Linked DNA regions of Macaca mulatta: region 1 is linked to region 2. A link is a contact called in public Hi-C data. All regions are on one chromosome and are shown on one strand. Each heading gives the region's core, a stretch centred on a gene start, on an enhancer-like site or on the middle of the called end of the contact. The rest is flanking DNA. Distances are from core to core; before and after follow the strand shown. Region 1 overlaps TEX48 (testis expressed 48). Region 2 has its middle 77 kb from the start of TNFSF8.

Region 1 (5,773 bases), core at 1,561-4,060, 360 kb before region 2:
AGCACCCCAACACTTCCTAACTCTTCCTTTCTTCCTTGCTTTCTTTGCAGACGTTTTCTTTCTTTCCCTCCTTTCCTTCCTTCCTTCCTTCCTTCCTTCCTTCCTTCCTTCCTTCCTTCCTTCCTTCCTTCCTTCCTCCCTTCTATCTCTCTCTCAATCTCTCTCTCTCTTTCTTGACAGGGTCTAGCTGTATGCTCAGGCTGGAGTGCAGTGGCACAATCATGGTTCACTGCAGCCTTGAACTTCTAGGCTCCTCCTGCCTCAGCCTCCTGAGTAGCTGGGACTACAGGTGCATGCCACCATGCCCAGCAAATTCTTAATTTTTTTTTTTTTTAAGAGAAGGGGTCTCACTCTATTGCCCAGGCTGGTCTTGAAATCAAGTGATCCTCCCATGTTGGCCTCCCAAAGTGTTGGGATTACAGGTGTGAGTCACCGTGCCCAGCTTCATTTCCTAACACTTTACATTATTTGCTAAATTACTGTGCTTAAGGTCTGCTTCTCCCCACTAAATTAGAAGTCACATGAGGTCATGGATTTTAGCTCTTTGGTTTACTGTTCTATTCTCAGTGTCTAGAGCAGTACCTAGCGCAGTGTGGGAAGTCAATAATTGTTTGTAGAATAAAAATTGAGGGTGTTTGTAGAATAAACTAGCATGTATTTTTGTCTTGAGTAAAAGCATTTGCAGGTCCTGGGGGCAGTAGAGAGGTGGGGGGTAGTTTTTGTGCCAGGAATATCACAAGCTGTAGGACACAGCTTACCTCATTCACTTGCTAAGCTGACTCTGATGGTTTCATGAGTCAATTTTAGTTCTGCTCTCTGTTTACTGGTTGGGACTATTTTTCTTCCCCATCTGCTGCAAAGCATATCTATCTTCTTCCCATGTTTCCTATTTTATGGTATGGTCCTATTATTCACTCTGTCTCTAGAGTCAGAAGCCTGCCAGCCTCCTGCTGTCTGCTCACGTTCATCAGTCTTTGAACTTTACTTTCCAAATATCTCTTCAGTCTGTCTGTCCAGTCAATCCTTTGCCATTTCCTTCACCATAGTGTAAGCCATCATCACTTCTCACCTGGACCACTGCTTAAACTTTCTCATTGGCTTGTTTGCCTCCACCTAAAGCTGGAGTTGTCTGGTAGACATGTACATCCTATCTCTCTTCTGCCCCAACAACCCTCTGCCCCAACAACCCTCCGCCCCACCAAGGGGGTCCCCAAGTCTGCAGATCCAACTTCTTTTGTGATCACCACTGTTATTCTCTTCAGCCTCATTTTCTCTGGGTTGCACTCACCACGCTACAGCCATAAGAGATGCTGTATAGGCAGCTCACCCAATCACCTTTTACTAAATGGATCCTGTTCACATCCTGTTCCCTCTGCCTGGGATGTTCTCACCTCAATCCTTCAGTCATTAAACTCCAGGATTCAGCTCAGGGGCTATAGGAAGGCATAGGATGAGTTAGGAGTCCCTCCCTTGTGCTCCCACAGCACTCCCGTGCTGGCCCACCGTGTTTTCCTGTATCACAGCCTGTTATTGTACAGTGACTGCCTAACTTATGGTAAATGCTCAGTAAATACTTGCTGAAACATCGTCTTGTAACTGCCTATTGTTGACAGTCTGGATACTAGTTCATGAGCTTTTTCCTTTTTCTTTTTTTTTTCTTGTTTTTTATTTTTTGAGACAGGGTCTCACTCTGACACCTGTGCTGGACTGTAGTGGCACCATCAGGGCTCATTCCAGCCTCAGCCTCCCAGGCTCAAGCGATTTCCCTGCCTCAGCCTCCTGGGTAGCTTGGAATACAGGCTCGCACTACCATGCCCGGTTATAGTCTGTTTTTTTGTTTTGTTTTGGTAGAGGTGGGATTTTGCCATATTGCCCAGGCTCGTCTCGAATTCCTGGGCTCAAGCAATCTCCCTGCCTCAGCCTCCAAAAGCGCTGGGTTATAGGCTTGAGCCACTGAGCCCAGCCAAGTTTTTTTTTTTTTTTTTCTTCTTCATTTATTTAACATGTATTTACTGAAAACCTGCCATGTGCCAGGTACTGTTATGTGCTGGAGAGATAGCAGTGAACAAGACACAAGATAGACAAATGTCCATGGAAGCAGGGACAGTATTTTATTCACTTTTGTATCCTCAGCATTCAGCCCAGGGATGGGCAAAGAATCGGTACTTTATACATATTTGTTGAATAAACACATGAACCTTCTCTGACTGTTGGAAAAAAAACTATGCCCAACAGATCTCCTTTTTCCCTTCCACTAACTGATTTTTAACTTTCTGCACATAAGCTGTTCCCTGTGGTTAGATACAACGCAGGCTAGACACATACAGATATCCCCATTGTGGGGATTTTTTGGTCAAAGTGGGGGCACTCACTAGGTCCATTTAGCCCCAATCTCCAATAGTCTTTTGGATCTGCTGCCAGGTGAGGTTTCTTTTTCTTCCCCTAGACTTAGTGTCATGTCATGGGATTTTATTTTTTAAACGTGATTTGAGCTCTGATGTATTTTACTGAGCTCTCTTTAGTGGATTTATTTCATTTTTCTATAATTTATAAAGAAATAGAAATTTATATAGGCAGTTGGATCTTTTGTTTTGGAGATGCACCATTTAGCAAACATCCTTGCCATTAATCTGCTTCTTATTCTGCTACTTGCTTTAGTTTCCATTGTCTTCATCCACTTACAAAAATGCTTGCCTCATGGAGTTTGGCTTTGTTCCAGACTGCCTTGTGTACGTTGAATGTAGAAGGAAGCGCTTCATAAGAAAGGAATGGAAGCATAGCTCTGACAAGCCCCCACCATGAATCAGCCCTGGGTGGTTGGAGTTTTGTTGGAGTGGTAATTAATTTGTCTAGGAGCAATTGCTAAAACTTGGACTTGGGTCCCTCTAAACCTTTGTCAGCATGTGTTCTGTCTTCGTAAATCATAAAAGAAGGTCACTTTTTTTTTTTTTTTAGCTTATATTCGGGAGTCAGTAATTTTCAGGTTGTTGATCATATGGCCTCTTTTAGGCTCTGCTTGGCCAAGAAATTCAAGACACTGTGCACAAGTAGAAACTGTTTATCAATTGTAGTGTACTCTTTCCTGCTTGTCATGGTCTCATCTGCATTAAGGTTGTTGCCTCTTCCTGGAAAAACTCCATATATATACTCCCACTATAGGTACTCTCATGTATTTGTCTTAATAAATGGCAAAAATTCACTAGATGACTTAGGATTACTAGATGACTTAGGATTAAAGTTTTGATGTCAAAAATCAGATTTAAGAGGAGCTCTAGAGAAGAGAGAAGACAAAAAGGTCAAACATATAATAGAAGGCTTCTTTGTCTGGAATGCTCTGGCCTCAGAAAGAAAAAAAAAAAAAAAGAAAGACCTTACTCTCACTCAAACCTCTGACACCTACTTTCTTTGCTTCTCTCTTTCTCTCTCCACCCAACTTGAGCTTTACTACCCACTTATACTCCTCTTATTCCTTCCCCTGGTTGCCCAGATAAATTTTTCAGGGAGCATTCTTCTGGAAAGGAACAATCACATTGCACAATACCCACCTAAAACTTCTGCACTGAAGGTAGATCCAGAGAGGCTGAATTTAAACCAAGTAAGAGTTGAGTTGGGTAAAAATAGAATCTTCCCAAATTTCAGAACAAAAGAAAGTTTGTTTTCTGTATCCTGTGGGATTCAGGATTCTGTTCATTACTAATTGTCTTGGACTATCATATTTGTACCAATTAGTTCATTTCGTTGTTGACCTTCAAGCCAGGCACAGTGGCTCACACCTGTAATCCCAGCACTCTGGGAGGCTGAGACAGGAAGATTGCTTGAGTTTTGGAGTTTGAGACCAGCCTGGACGACATACCTTGTCTCTACTAAAAATCAAAATTTAGCTGGGCATGGTGGTGTGCACCTGCAATTCCAGGTACTCAGAGGCTGAGGAGAGAGGATTGCTTGAACCTGAGAAATCAAGGCTTCAGTGAGCTATAATCATGCCACTGCATTCCAGCCCAGGCAACAGGAGAGCCTGACTCCAAAAAAAAAAAAAAAAAAAAAAAATTGTTGACCTTCAACAATGGGGAAAATGTTTAAGAGTAGCAGGATGAGAAAGGTCAGAAGATTCAAATAACCCATCTAAGCATAATATTTTAAAAAATGGACTTGAGAGGGTAAGAAAAATAGGAAGTACGCCACATGAAACTATTTCAAAAGATTTTCTCTTAAGGGTAGATAGGGCAAAGATTCATTAATAACAAACAAAATGATGAATCAATAGGTGACTTAATAGACTTCAGGACACTTTCAAAGGACATTCTGGGGCAAAGAGTATAAGTAAAAGGAGCCCTTTCTTCTCTGTGTAAAAGCTCATATCTAAAATAGGGGATTTAGAAAAAAATCAATTGGAATGGGAAATTCCATTAGTGTAGATATCTTCATCATTTTCCAAGAGTCCTAAAATGTTAACGGGAAATCAAAATAATCTTACGGCCTACTAGATAAAACAACTGGCCACTGAAATAAAGACAGGACCCAAATTTCCTCTGTTCCTTAAGAATTTGGAGTCTGTGGAGAACACTTGCACTTACTGTATGTAGAAAGGCCATTAGAAGAACTAATGTTCCATGTCAGAAGGACAGCTGTCCGTATCTGTCTGCTGAGTCTTTCTGAGGAGACTTTTGCACTTAACACTTTCCTATCCTGCCTCTAAACTCCCAAGGGGCATTGTCTATAAATATAGATGAACTATACTGCTATAAATATAAGCTATACTGCTTGCTTGTTGATATGGTTTGTTTCTTATGTGGAGATCAGACTTTTCTATTCCAACTATGATTAAGACTAATTGTTCTGCATGATGAATATTTAGACCATTCCAGTGCATGATTCTTCAGCACCCACAGTGGACTATGCCTTCTTACACAGCATCTGAAGGGATGAAACCCTTCTTGGGGGTTTAGCTACTAGTAGGTGAAACAGACTTCTGAGGATTCTGAGTTGAACAATTTAAAGTGCTTTTTTTTCTCCCTTCACCTTGACTGACATAGAAAATCATATAGTCCACATCCTAGGGTACACCTGACCAATTTAAAATCCTTAGCTCAAGTAATTATGGATCACAGAAACCTTCGGGTTTTATTTTAGCTGATTAGGGGAGTCTGCACCATTGCTAACACTCCCTGTTGTGCCTGGATTAATATCACAGGTGAGGTTAATCTATAGCTAAGCCCAAAGAAAAAGCAGTCTGGCTATCAAAGATAGATGGTCATGCCAGGGAAATCATGGGGCATGATTCCAGAGAGGCTTTCAGATCCTTTTGAAAATACTCTTAATTATCATTGTCCTTTTTCTTTTTTTTTTTTTTTGAGATGGAGTTTCACTCTTGTTGCCCAGGCTGGAGTGCAATGGTGTGATCTCGGGTCACTGCAACCTCTGCCTCCTGGGTTCAAGCGATTCTCCTGCCTCAGCCTCCCGAGTAGCTGGGTTACAGGCATGCACCACCACACCCAGCTAATTTTGTATTTTTAGGAGAGACGGGGTTTCTCCACGTTGGGTCAGGCTGGTCTCGAACTCCCAACCTCAGGTGAACTGCCAGCTTTGGCCTCCCAAAGTGCTGGGATTACAGGCGTGAGCCATTGCGCCTGGCCTTCATTATCATTGTCTTGCATCATTCAGGTTCTGTTGTCTAGAGAGCTGAATGCTTTTATGTAGCCTCTGGTTTGACAAATGGTGCAACAAATGATTCAAAGACAAAAATGAGAAGAAATGAGGCAGACTGATACTCAAA
Region 2 (5,948 bases), core at 1,660-4,159:
GCTAAAGAGTTCAGTTGCAAACACTAGCAGGGCAGATGCAATTAGCTCAACAATGTTCCTTCTGACACCAGCATTCAACAGGCTCTGTGACTCAGGGCTCCAACCTACAGAAGGCACCAAGGAGAGGAGTTGGTGATGGCTGGAAGAAAAACCATAGATTGGACTTTATTATTTTTTTTTTTAGAGAGAATAAAAAGTTCTTAAAGGAACTATTTAAAATTATTGGCTCAAACTAAGAATAAACTATACAGAATTCATTTTTATTTTTTTTACTTTTTATTTTTGAGACAGGGTCTCACTCTTTCACCTAGGCTGGAGTGCAGGGCATTATCACAGCTCACTACAAGTGATCCTCCCACCTCAGCCTCCCAAATAGCTGGGAAAGGAGATGCACACCACCAAGTCCAGCTATTTTTTATTTTTTTATTTTCAGTAGAGAGGAGGTCTTGCTCAGGCTGCTCTCAAACTCCTGGGCTTGGGCAGTCCTCCCACTTGGACTCCTAAAGTGCTGGGATTATAGGTGTGAGCCATCGCACCTGGCTAAACCATATAGAATTTAAAGTCCACACTTTTATCTGCTAACTGAAATGAAGGCTTAGATTCATTAGACAAAGCAATACATATCAGAGTTGAAGTGTGGGTACATTTGTGAACTTGTCGCACTGTTAAGTGGTAAATACAGAAGTTTGAAAACCAGGTCTTTGTAACTTCAAACCGAACTCTTTGTGCTGTCTCCTGTACAGTGTCATTGTGGTAAACTGACAGTCCCCAAGAGCCTTCATCACCACTGGCTAACCTGCCTCGATCATGTTCTCTAGCCAGGGCCTTCTGAGGTTTCCTTAAAGTCAACTTAGGCTAACAGATAAAGGACACTTTCATCACTTCTTTGTATGACCCACTGCTATACTTCATAACTTTTATTTTGAGAAACTTATGAAAAATACAGAAAAGCACTCATAATACGATCATTCACACATATTGCCACTATCCAAATTAACAAATGCTAAGATCTTATCGTATTTCCTTCTAGCCTTATCATATTTTCCTCTGATGTTTAAAAACATCAGGAAAACATTGCAGATGAAAATACTGTTTCTTTTGACCATGATCCCTGGACTCATTTTCCTTCTACCTTTCCCAGAAACAACGAAGTTCATAATTTGACGTGGATTCTAGTTCATTAAAAATATATGGTTTTATGCACACAAATCACACACATGCATGCATCTATGAAAAATACAAAACATTGTGTGTTTCAAAATTTAATTAAATGGCATCCAACTGCATTTGCATTGGTCACTGCATTTTTCACTTAATCTTAGCTTTAAAGACTACATGTTAATGATTCTAGTTATTCATCTGCTACATTTTATTTGATCTCCTATTGATGGACATTTGATTTTTTTCAATTGCTTAAAATTTATAGCTGTAATTCCGGTGGACGTCTCTGTATATGTTTCTATGAACATCTGTATGTGTCTACCTTTGGTATGCTTCTGGAATGGGAAAGCCTGGCTTTCTCATACTTGTATGAGGTAGTTATCACACTAGGAGCTCAATAATTTGGATATGTCCCTGTCTGTCCACCTAGATTCCTTGAGGTCAGGGGCCATGCTTTATTCATCTCTGTATTGCCAGTGTCTGACATATGATTTTGAAATAAATGAATAAATACAGGCAAAAATGAAATGCCTGTATCCCTCTCTGATTTCACAAAACAGCTTCATCCTCACCCTGGCATGATGAGAGTAAAGGGAATTCCCTTCTGCAACTTACTATGTGCATTACTCACAGGGTTGCATTTAATGACCACAACTTTCTGAGATGTACCACTTTACAAGTGAGGAAACTGAGGCTTAGAAAGGTGAAACATTTGGGAAACTGAGGCAGATGGATCACTTGAGGTCAGGAGGTCAAGACCAGCCTGGCCAACATGGTGAAACCCCGTTTCTACTAAAAATACAAAAACCACACAAACAAACAAAAACAACAACAACAACAACAACAACAACAAAACAATTAGGTGGACATGGTGGTGTGCACCTGTAGTTCCAGCTACTCAGGAGGCTGACTCAGAAGAATCACTTGAATCCGGTAGGCGGAGGTTGCAGTGAGCCAAGATCACGCCACTGCACTCCAGCCTAGGTGACAGAGTGAGACACGGCCAGTAAGGAGTAAGGGTGAGAACTGAACCCAGACCTGCCCAAATCCAGCACCTACGGCCTCTCCATTCTCATTTGCTACCTCTCAAACCACTGGACATGTGCCGTGGAAACATTCTGATCTTTTGCCTTCATAAACATGACATCAGCTTGAACAATTCTCTCCCCTTCGATATAATTTTTTTCCCCTCAGAGTCTGGGGAAATTACCTTCATTAATTATCTCACAGCTTTGACTAATTAACTCACATCCTTCTCTCTTGTGCTTTGAGTCTATGTGTTAGAATCCTAAAATGTTAGCAGGATGCTTTGGTATGAGTGAGGTCAACCTCTTCATTTTAGAGATGGAGTGAATGACACATGGATAAGGAGACAAAGTGCATTAGAAGCTGAGTCAGCCCCGGGTCTCCTGGGACTGGATCTGGTGCCCTGTGATTAGTCTTTTAGATTATCTGATGGAACTGGCTCTCCTCCACCAGGGAGGAGAGCTGGGTAATGTGTGGGTTTGCCTTCTTACTGATATTCAGAGTAATAGAGAAGAGACTGAACAAGGATCAGGGTCCAGGAACCAAGGAACATTCTATCAGTGAAATCCAACTTAGAAAGCACTGGATAGAATCTCCAAAGGATGCTAAATTTGCTGGACTAAAGTCAGAGGAGAAAGCAGGCTTGACTGCAGAAGGAATATATTAGTCAGGGTAGGCTAACTGAAAACAGCTCCATAAGCTCAATGGCATAACACTATAAAAATGTATTGTTTGCTCATTGCTTCTGTTGTGTTTGATCTCTGCTCTGTGCAACTGTTCAGGAATGCTCTTTCCATCTTTGGACTCTTCCCTCTCCAACATGCAGTCCATAAAGTCAGCACCAGCAAGTATAGGAAGCCCATGGTGAGTCCAGGCGAGTCTGGGGTGGAGCTTAGACTAGAGCAGGCATTCCTGGTTTCATGTCCAATGACTGGTATTTCTACCACACCGTTCTGCCCCTCAACATCTCTGCTCCTCAGGTTGCTCCTCTCTGAAGTGGGAATTATATAGCCTGCTCTGCCCACCCCTAGGGCTGTGAGTTCAGATGCTAGAATTGTTTTTGTAAATGGGTGCATATTGTGCAAATATAAGGATGGCTGTGGTTTCTTTTTTACATGACATGTAGCCAAGCATCCTGCTCGCCCCTACCTGGTGTCCTTTCCCTTATGGCTTTGAAAGTAGAAGACAAATTTGAGAAACATTCCTTCGTAAATGGGAAGATAGTTGTGTTGTGTCCTGTCAGGACTTAGTCTGTGGCAAAGGAAATATCTCCTTTCAGGCGGTGCCAGTGGACCCATGTTGTGTGTGCACTTTGACACTGAGGGTCAGTTCCTACCTTTCCCAGGCCTTCCCACCTTCAGCCATCAAGCTTATATCTTGGTGGCCAGTCACTAACCTTGAACCTTGCTGCAGCCCCATCAGACCCTGGCAAGGTAGTTGGTTGTCTTGAGCATGGAATTTGGAATCCAGTAACTCTGGATTAAACCTTCATTCTAGAGTTTAGTGGCCTCAATTTCTTCATCTATAAATGGGGAGAATAACTTATAAGGTAGTTTTGAAGTCTAAGTGAGCTCATTATGAAAACTGCTTAGCAGACTGACTGTAAATAGGCAGCATTCAGGAAAGTTGCGGTTATTTTCATGCCATATCCAATGTGCTAGAGATGAGTTCTGGGTTCTTGCATAATGGTTGAGTCAGACCTGCATCTTGTGGCTTCCCTGTTGGCCCTGTTTCTATGAGCAGCCTTCTGGCTCAGTGTCCCTTTCCTGCTAGTCCCAATTCCTGCCCTAAGCCTTAGTCATCTTAGTTGAGACCTAAAGACTATGTAGCCCTGGTGAGGCCAGATCCTATGTCCCGCTACAGCACTCTCCAACCCTGTCTGCTGGATTCCCATGGTGGGCTCCATCACCTTGACCACCTGGGTACTGAGGATTGAAATGTAAAGCTTTTCCTGAGGCTGTTCACTGTTTGGCCCACATAGACCTCGCTGATTTGGTCTCCTATGGAGCTCCTGGTTCTCACTGTGTAACCACAGTGAGCTTCTGCCTCAGCTTATCAGGCCTAAGGCAGAGCCTGAGACAAGGGCTTAGGAGGTGCCCCAGGATATAGGGGCGAGGGACCAGGAGTGAGGGTAAGACAGGGATGGAGGAAAAGCCAATATGTGGTATGCTCAATTAGTTCCTGCTCTGTGCAACCATGGATCCCCATGAGGACCCCTCTGAATTGTCCTGTAGAAGCCTGGGACATTCGTCCACTGGTCTTCTCCCTCACTAGCTGATGTTCCACTTTGAAAATATTTCTGGCTCAGATCTGAGTGGGCTTCCCATACTCTTGAGAAAGCCCTAAGGCAGAGAAGTGGAGAGCCTTAGAGGCACGTGCTTGAAGGAGAACCTGACCACTGCATCGGCTCTGAAACCAGAGATGATATGCACATAAAAGTGTTGGCAGAAGCCATTTTACTTAGCAAGATGCTTCCTCCCCAGGCTTTGTGCATTAACTATGCCATGGACCACATTGAAGGTCTAGGTTCATGTTACCTTTTCAGAGAGTTCTTTCTTGACCTACTATTTGTAGGTGCCAACCTGTGGTTACTCCATCCCATGCAATTTCCTTCCTGCAACCCTTTTCTAGCAGCCTAGCTAGTGATGCTTAAAATCTATCAGCCCACAAGTGTATCTAGGTCTTGGGATAGGTTTAAACAAGACATACACCAGACTTTGACTGGGGTCATTATGTAAAAAGAGGTGCCGAGTACAGTGGCTCAGGTTTGTAATCCTTGCACTTTGGGAGGCCAAGTTGGGTGGATCACCTGAGGTCAGGAGTTCAAGACTAGCCTGGCCAACATGGTGAAACCCCGTCTCTACTAAAAAAAAAAATTACCCTGACGTGGTGGCAGGCACCTGTAATCCCAGCTACTCGGGAGGCTGAGGCAGGATAATCCCTTCAACCCGGGAGGTGGAGGTTGCAGTGAGCAGAGATGTCCCCATTGCACTCCAGCCTGGGTGACAGAGCGAAACTCTATCTCAAAAAAAAAAAAAAAAAAAAAAAGAAAAAGAAAAAAGAGGTGTAAGATGCCAAGGCCAGTCCAGTTAGCAGGTGCAAAAGGAGTGCTAAAGCTTTAGTTGATTATCAGATGTTAGAGTAGAAGATGTCAAGAGGTGAGGGGAGCAAATCAGGAGGCGACCAGACAGCTTGGTGTTATTTGCAGACAATGTTGGGCTGATAGGAAGCTCTCTTGGGAATGGAAAAGATGCTTCTTCTGGTCCTGGTTTAGGCCTATGTAACAGCACTTCTCTGTATGGGGTTTTGTTCCCTCAGTGTGGCCATGGAAGGGTGGGAGAACTGACCACTTCCTTACACAACTCAGTGAAGATATATGTCCATCTGGTTGCAGTTTGTTTCCAAACTCTGAAGGCAACGAGACTCTCAGACCGGGAAATAGGTTCTTCTGAGTGTTGCTGCAAAGAAAAATGGCTTCGGTAGACACTTTGTATGCAGCTTTCAGTGACCCCTGGGATTCAGGAGACACCGAACTGGAGAACAGCAGTGTATGCCTTCTGTGGACTACAGTTTCCAAGCTGCTGGTGAGAGCCATTTCTCCATTAGGCCAGCTCAGCAAGATCTGCTTGTCTGAATACAGTGTGAGTCACCCTCCAGACTGTGGTCAGGAGCTGAGGCTGCAGGTTTCCCTTTACAGTGACCTCATAATCCCTGTCTCAATTCCCCCATGCTGCAGAAAAAAAAAATCTCCATTCTTCAGG

What was found. Hi-C and Micro-C count contacts between places; a contact is called where the count stands out from the background.
Region 1: a Hi-C map of blood shows a contact between it and region 2, with 4 times the contacts expected there. The contact joins two enhancer-like sites. A contact is called at or near these places in 5 of 14 Hi-C or Micro-C datasets (CD4 T cells, blood, cortical neurons and 1 more).

What each region holds. Positions count from the first base shown.
Region 1 is chr15:43,638,953-43,644,725 of T2T-MMU8v2.0, reverse strand. The region is part of intron 2 of TEX48 (testis expressed 48); the gene reads right to left. Among named protein-coding and RNA genes, the nearest start is that of TEX48, 14 kb to the right of the region's middle. Within about 2 kb of position 2,810, at least 1 of the 40 cell types and tissues checked has an H3K27ac peak or open chromatin away from gene starts, as enhancers often do.
Region 2 is chr15:43,283,797-43,289,744 of T2T-MMU8v2.0, reverse strand. No RefSeq gene overlaps it. Among named protein-coding and RNA genes, the nearest start is that of TNFSF8, 77 kb to the left of the region's middle. Within about 2 kb of position 2,909, at least 1 of the 40 cell types and tissues checked has an H3K27ac peak or open chromatin away from gene starts, as enhancers often do.